Linked DNA regions of Gossypium raimondii: region 1 is linked to region 2. Evidence: chromatin contacts called from public Hi-C data. All regions are on one chromosome and are shown on one strand. The core of a region is the stretch at or near the end of the contact, and the rest is flanking DNA. Distances in the headings are between cores, read along the strand shown. Region 1 has its middle 43 kb from the start of LOC105791284. Region 2 overlaps LOC105791281 (a long non-coding RNA gene).

Region 1 (3,990 bases), core at 533-3,032, 210 kb after region 2:
TAAGGAATTGAAAGCTGATGCATTAGGAATATGACTTTGCAATATGTAACATCTTTCACAATAGTGGAATTCATAGCCCAAGACATAGGTAAATGATATCCTCTCATTGGTATTACATGATAGATGAAAAGTAAACGTAGTCACGAGTCATTTGTCTTTATGATAAATAAATTAATTACTATTTGATAGTAATTGACTGTTCATGAAGGAAGATGTAATGATTACCATGAGATAAAATAGGATCATATTGGGAGAACGAATTTATCCCAAACAAATTAAATATATCTTATGTGGGTAACACACTTATGACAAGGTCATTGGATGAGCACTGACCGAGTAGCTTTCATAATAGTATGTTATCAGAGAGCGCTTAGTTACCATACTATAATGGAATTAGTTCATGATTAAATGAGTTTCTAATTAATAGGTGAAAATTTGGAACTTAATTATAACTTATTTAAGCCTTAATTATATATGTCCAATTGATCTCTTTGCTAGAAATGAATTGCATGTGGAATCAAATGAACATAAATGGATGAAAATGATAATGTTAGAGAAATGTGTTACATTCGAAAATGATTGTGGTTTCTTCCTAACCATGGAAATGACTTGATTATTAATTTAAGTTTTTTGAATTATTTTTTAATTAAATAATTGAAGTTCGAAAAGGGAATTAGATTACTTGGTCAATGGGAATCTGTTAAATATGGAAATTAAATATGTTTCCTCATAGATTCTTTTAAGGTAAAGTTGTCATGACTTTAAGGGAATTAAAATTGGGTAGAAAAAAAATATAAAGTGTTGGGTTAAGTCCAATACACATGTATAATTGGACCTAATATAGGACAGACCCAAAACCCCTCATAACGCATATAAGGGATAGCAACCCTAATATTTTTAGCCAGGATTTGCCGCCCCTCTTTCCTAGCAAAACTAGGGGACTAGTTTTTCTATCTAATAAGTATTTTTTGTATTCAACTAATTTAATCAAGATTCTTCGATCTCACCCTATAAATAGATGGCATTGATAGGGCTAAAAATACACAAGTAATATAGAACTCTAAGATATTGTTATTCTACCCGGAAATAGTGAGAATTTATTTTTAGGTATAAATTCTATTTTCTGGGAATAACATTTCTACCTGTTTCTATTGAAAGAGATACTAAAAGTAAGAAAAAATTTTCTAGTTCTGTGTTTGGTTCGAGATTGTTTCATCCCATACTCAAAGCAATTCATGGTACGAGAATAGCGAAGAAGGTCGTTCAATTAAAAGTTGAAAACGTCAAGGATCCTTCTCGTCTCGCACAAAGCTAGTTATTTTTTTAGAAAAGTTTATTACTATAAATATCACAAACCAACTTGATTTTTTAAATTTTATTTTTTTGCTCTGATAGAAAACTTTTTTCAAAATGGATTTTTTCCAATAATAGGAGAAAAATATTTGGCGCTACTCTGCTCAATTTCATCAATATTCACAAATCAATAGGCCATCTCATACAATGTGGAGAGCCTATCTTGTAGGTTGCTAGCAATATCTTGAGGAAGTGATGGTTCGTACCAGCAATAAAGTCTTAGACGGCCAAATCATCCGAGGCTTTCTTGATGATCGTGGTGGTTGTGTTGAAACAACGAATAAAGTTACCGAGGGATTCATTCTCTATTTAACGGATGGACATGAAGCACTTGGGAGATTGTTGTAGAGTTTTATTGGCTAGGAATCAGCTCATAAATAGCCCAACTAATATATTGAATGAAACCTTTTGGCAAAGACAAATACCACGCTCAGACGATATAGGAAACGGTCATGTGGTTATTATTGTGAGCTGGATGGTCCTCCGGGTCCCCCACACCTATATAGGAAAACTTTGGAAAATTTAAAGAAAACCAAGAGCTTGAAGGCTAGAACTTTCAGGACAAGAGGTTCATTGGAGTAACTCCAAGAGGTTTCATCTATTTTGACCCCCTCTAACTTCTTGCAAAACTTCCATCTTAAGGGTTTAACGTGCTCCTCCAAGGAAAAATTGTTAGCATAAGTGTTCTGGGAGCCAACTGGATGGTTGTTGTCAACAAGTAGGTCATTAGGCTAATGACGCTCAAGGTTTCTGTGGATGGTAGGCTAAGCCTCATCGTCTAGGTTGACCAAGTTGCCCCTCTTGTGATCTCAATAGGTGCTTTGAACTCAACTATTAGTTGCTCATTCTGAGCTTTCTTATAGTCAATGAGGTGTTAGCGCTCTTACTGCTATTGAAAGCAGTGTTGCTGCTTAAAAAGCTACTTCTTCATACGCCTCAGTTTTTCCTACATCTCAATAACTTAATGTTGGGAGCCAGAGTGCTGCTGATAAGTGGCTTGGTCTAGAGGAGTGGCAGTGACTGCTATTTGAGGAGGTAGGGGTAGCGAGGTAGGAAGAGAGAGCGTACTGCAAATATTGGGCAAGGTACTCCTTGGGATCATGTGATGTGGTTCTAAAGGTCTATTGAGAGTAAGAAGAGATAGGTTGAGCAAGGTTGTAGGTTGGCGATATTAAGGATGATGGAAGTACATGAGAAAGTGGTGGCAGAGGTTAAGAGAGTGATAGAACCGGAGGATGTCGAGAAAATATCAATATTTTGGGTTTAAGGTTTGGTAAAAAGGAACAAAAGGGTTGTTCAACCTCAATGATTGAGTCAAAACAGTGGGGTTTTGGTTTAAAGAGGGTTTAGAAGTGATGGGATTGATAGGATTCGTCGGAGCTAACGAGTTTACGGGGTTTGTGGAGTTAGCTAGGTTTGCTAGGTTGATGAGGGAATTGTTCTGAGAAGAAGTCATGGTAAGGCCCACGCTCACTGTACCAATTGTTGATGAAAGGTATCAACAAGGATGGAGATGAGGAGAAGGTGGTGGTGCAAAAGAGGTTAGTTCACCTAGACAGACAGAGAGCCAAAGAAGGATATGAGGAAGAGTAAGGTTACTGTGAGGGTTGAGAAGGCTGAGTGCAGAAAGTAACTGCTCAAGGTTGCTAATGGGAAAAAGATCCCCTTCTCATCGTCCTGCAAGGTATTTATAGGGAGATACCCTTTGTTTGGTAGTGTTGACGTGGCAACTTATTACCAAAAAGTTGCCATCATGGAGTGTGGGGGGGTGTACGTGGTGGGGCCATTTTGTTAGTCCTTTGGGGAAGCACAAGGATCGTATGCTCATGTGGATTCCAACTATCTATAAAAGAATGTTCGCACTTAAGGGAGTGTTTACAGCAGAAAACTAGTGACTTGGTCGTAGTAATGGGTGGCCTGATGTTGATTATGTTTCAGCTATCAATGGATGATCCCATGGAAGGCGTCTCGTCCTAAAGTCTAAGCAACTAGTGGTAACTCGGACAAAAAGAGGTGTAGATGAGAGATGTCACACGTTGAATGCCTTTTTGCCTTTTTGGCGTGCTGACGAAATGTCACATGTTGAATCCGAGCGAGCGTATAAAAATACTGGAGAGAAGATGAGAGATGATTCACAAAGATTATTGCCTGCAGCTGTAGGTAGGTATAACAGCTAGCCTAGCATATATATTCACGTATGAGAGAAAATGAGGAGAACGCCTTGGAGAGCAGACTATGATGTCTAACCAATTGGAGTAAATTGTGATTGGGCCCTCTTCCTTATCACTAATTTGTTAACATCGAAAAGTGTAGCTTTGATAAAGATTCATGTCGGCGCATATTGCTTTGCATCCCTTATGCTTTCCTCTCCACCCCTATAGCCTACGTTTGCTTATAGCTAGGTTGGGCTCATTGAAAAGTAGGGTCGCCATCGACCACCGTCTCTCTTTTGCCATCATTACATGACAATGGGTAGAGATAAACCAGACCAATATATAAGGTTCCTAATTCTGTTAGGATGGATCTTTAAACAAAGCCCTTCTACCCACTCTGCATTCGACGGATAAAATCATAAAAGAATCCTTGGTACGGTAGCTCTAACACCTAAATGAGTTTGGACCATACAGCTCTGCAATG
Region 2 (3,762 bases), core at 901-3,400:
ACCTGCCTCACTCTTTTTCGAATCACTGCCCTTTGATTATTGAAATGGAGGTTGAATGAATGGGAAGAAGAACTAGAAGGTTTTGCTTCAAAGCTTGGTGGGTTCTAGAAGAGTTGTGTGAGGAAAAAATCAAAAGGCTTTGGGAAAGAAATTCAGGATTTTTCAAAGTCGTATCTCGGCTCTCACTATGGGATTGCAAAAGTGGGGGGGGGGGACAAAATTAAGCACAAAAGTGGCCAGGATGTGAAAAGATTGACAATGAGGTTGGAAGATTTGAATAGTCATGATAGATCGGAAGAAATTTTGGCCGAGCTTGTTGATGTTAAACTACACTTGAATAAGAAGATGTATAAGGAGAAAAGGTATTAAGAGCAGTGGGCAAGGGTGAATTGGCTGAAGATGGAAGATAAAAACACCTCATTTTTTCACAATTACGCTTCTCAGCAAAGGTGTACAAATCGTATTTGGGGTTTACAAAGGGTTGACGGCTCTTTAGCCATGTATCATCTTGGGATGGGGAACATTGCTTGTGGCTATTTTAATGACTTATTTGATTCAAGAGGGATCGGGTGGAACACAATCTGTCAGGGGTACCTCGTTCTATTTCAGAAAGCATGAACCAAAGTTTGCTGGACATATACACAGAGGACGAAATTGTGGAGGCGTTCAAAGAAATTAGGCCTACAAAAGCTTCAGGTTCAGATGGACTCCCGATTTTATTTTATCAGAATTTTTGGCATATTATCGGTAAGGACACTATTGCTTTTTGCTTGGATTTTCTGAATAATGGAAATTATTTGGAAGGTATTAACGAAACAAATTTAGTTTTGATTCCAAAAGTTGTGAATCCCCTTAATCTAAAAAAATTTTGTCCCATAAGTCTGCACGGTTATTTATAAGATTATTGCTAAGACAATTGTAAATCAACTATAAAAAGTTCTGGATGTTTGTATTGATGATTCTCAAAGTGCTTTTGTGCCCGGTAGGCTCATAACTGACAATATTTTGTTGGCTATGAGGTGCTTTATTCTTTAAAAAATAGAAGATCGGGGCGTAAAGGCTATATGGCTTTAAAATTAGATATGAGCAAGGCCTATGATCGTGTGGAATGAACTTTTCTTAAAGGTATATTGTTGAAGATGGGTTTTGCTTGTCCTTTTATTGATCTCATTTTGTATTGTATTAGTACAGTGAAGTATTCAATTATACTAAATGGAGAGGTAGGAGCTAGCTTTAAACTATCTTGAGGGCTGCACCAAGGAGACTTATTGAGCCCTTATTTATTTATATTTTGCGAAAAGGGGTTATCATACCTTAGGAGATTAGCGAGTCAATAAAGGAAAATTTCAGGGGCAAAAGTGTGCAGATCTGCTCCACCAATCACCCACCTCATATTTGCGAATGATTGTACCCTATTTGGAAAGGTTTCGGTAAGTGGGATTAATGTGATAAAAAATATTCTAAGTGAATATGAATCTTGCTCAGGACAATGTGCAAACTTTGACAAATCCACAGTTTATTTTAGCACAAATGTAAATAAGCAGGATAAGAATTTCGCTTTCTAAGTACTTAATGTTCGGTGTTCATCAGAGCCAGAAAAGTACTTAGGATTATCGAATATGGTGGGATAGGGTAGAAAAAAGGCATTCCAAGGCTTGAAAGATAGATTAAAGCAGAAGATAAATAGCTGGAGCATACGACATCTCTCACAAGGTGGAAAAGAGGTATTTATCAAAGTTGTTTTGCAAGCAATTCTAACATATGCGATGTTTAACTTTCTATTGCCAAAGTTCTTTTGTATGGAAATGGATAATATAATAGGGGCTTTCTGGTGGAAAAAGAATCATAAGAAGAAAGGCATGCATTGGTGCGATAGGAGGTCTTTGTGTCTACTTAAGGAAGGAGGTATGAGTTTTTCGAAATCTGTCACATTTTAATATTGCATTATTGACCAAACAAGGTTGGCATTTGTTACGTAATCCTAATTTGTTACTAGCATGAACTTTGAAAGTAAAATATTTTAAAGAAAAAGATTTCTTAAATTCTAGGTTAGAAAATCTACCTTATTTTACTTGGTAGAGCTTATGGGCTGCAAAAGGGCTTCTTCTGAAGGGTTTAGGTTGGAGGATAGGGATGGCAAGCAAGTGTCTATCTAGGGTGATGCTTGGGTCCTTGGCAATAAAAAATTCAAAGTATTTTGGGCCTAAATAAAGTTGCAGACTTGACTGATGTGAACACAAGAAAATGAAAAGATGGGCTAATTCGAATTTCGATAAGGAAGCTACGAGAATTTTATGCATTCCTCTATCTATGAATCCGCATGAAGATCATATCATTTGGCGTGGTGAGCTGACGGGGGAGTATTCGGTACCTAGCAGGCATAAATTTCTCTTACAAGATGGACAGACCCAAAGACAACAAAGCTACAGAATATTTTACAAAAAATTGTAGAACCTAGATCTACCTCCTAAGATTAAAATTACAAACTGGAGAATTTTCTATAACTATCTGCCTACTTTTAGCAACCTACATTACAGGCGAATGCTGGGATCCGTTGCTTGCCAAAGATGCCAAAATGGAGCAGAGAATAGGGAGCATCTGTTTCGGGAATGCCCTACATCAAAGGAGACATGGGAGAAACTAAATGTTACTTGGCCTATAGCAGATGTTAATATTGAGTACAAATGTTGGATTAAAAATATATTTGATTCAAATTCTTTGTTTAAGTGCAGATTGATAGTGTAACACCCCTAACCCTTATCTGTCATCGAAACAGGGTTACAAAGCATTACCAAACTTTATGGATTAAACGCGAACATTTCATAACATTTAACATACATATCAAGAACCAAACATAAACATTCATATTGTCCCTTTTATGAGCCCTCGAGGTCAAAAATAAGTGTTAGAAATAAATCTGGACCAAACAGAAAACTCAGAGAATTTTTCCCAAAATTCTAAAAATTTTCCTAAGAGCAGGGGACACACGCCTATGTGGCCGGCCGTGTGAGCCACACGGCCAGAAGGCACGCCCGTGTCTTAGGCCATGTGGGCATTCGATGTAAGGAACATGGTCGTGTCCCAGCCCATGTCCATACCCGTGTAACTCTCTAACTTGAATCACACGGCCTAGTCACACGCCCGTGTGCTAGGCCACGTGCAAAAAGCTGGGCATTCTATTTAGAAATTTTAAGGTGCAGGAAGCACATGGCCTTTTTATGGACGGGCAAAAAGTAGGCCCGTGTCTTTACCCATGTGGATGAAAATAGACCATTTTATGGCCTCTTTTCTCACCTATTCTTGAATTTAACCTACACATCTCAAATTTCATACATATAGGCCATAAAAAGATCTCTAAAACAACCAATTTCTATCATTATTATGGTCATATTATTACATATACTCTAACAATCTAAACTAGAACATAAATTATTTCACACATGCAACTACTATATTAACATGCTTTACCAATTCATTCATTACCCATACCAACACTTATACCAAACATGACAAACCATACATATATAAGTTAATATGAAACATAACCAAAATGTAGTTTCTAATATTTACACAACCATTTCAATCCCTATACATACCATATAAAACATAGTATGTTTAGCAAAATCTCTTGGTAAGTTGGATAGTGTGATTCGATGTGTTGATCTGATCTTCCAACTTCTTGTAAATCTACAAAGAACATTAAACAATATAAGTAAGCTTAATGAAGCTTAGTAAGTTTGTTAGCTTTAAACATAAATCTTA

The links. Hi-C and Micro-C count contacts between places; a contact is called where the count stands out from the background.
Region 1: a Hi-C map of leaf shows a contact between it and region 2, with 5 times the contacts expected there. The contact joins two enhancer-like sites. A contact is called at or near these places in 2 of 2 Hi-C or Micro-C datasets (both in leaf).

The regions. Positions count from the first base shown.
Region 1 is chr8:34,252,504-34,256,493 of ASM2569854v1, forward strand. No RefSeq gene overlaps it. Among protein-coding and RNA genes, the nearest start is that of LOC105791284, 43 kb to the right of the region's middle. Within about 2 kb of position 1,783, the one cell type or tissue checked has open chromatin away from gene starts, as enhancers often do. A contact at or near this core is called in leaf, where this site is marked.
Region 2 is chr8:34,044,756-34,048,517 of ASM2569854v1, forward strand. It overlaps LOC105791281 (a long non-coding RNA gene), which reads right to left. Exons shown (of 5, transcript XR_001132892.2): 4 at 3,597-3,687; 5 at 2,246-2,614. Among protein-coding and RNA genes, the nearest start is that of LOC105791281, 4.4 kb to the right of the region's middle. Within about 2 kb of position 2,151, the one cell type or tissue checked has open chromatin away from gene starts, as enhancers often do. A contact at or near this core is called in leaf, where this site is marked.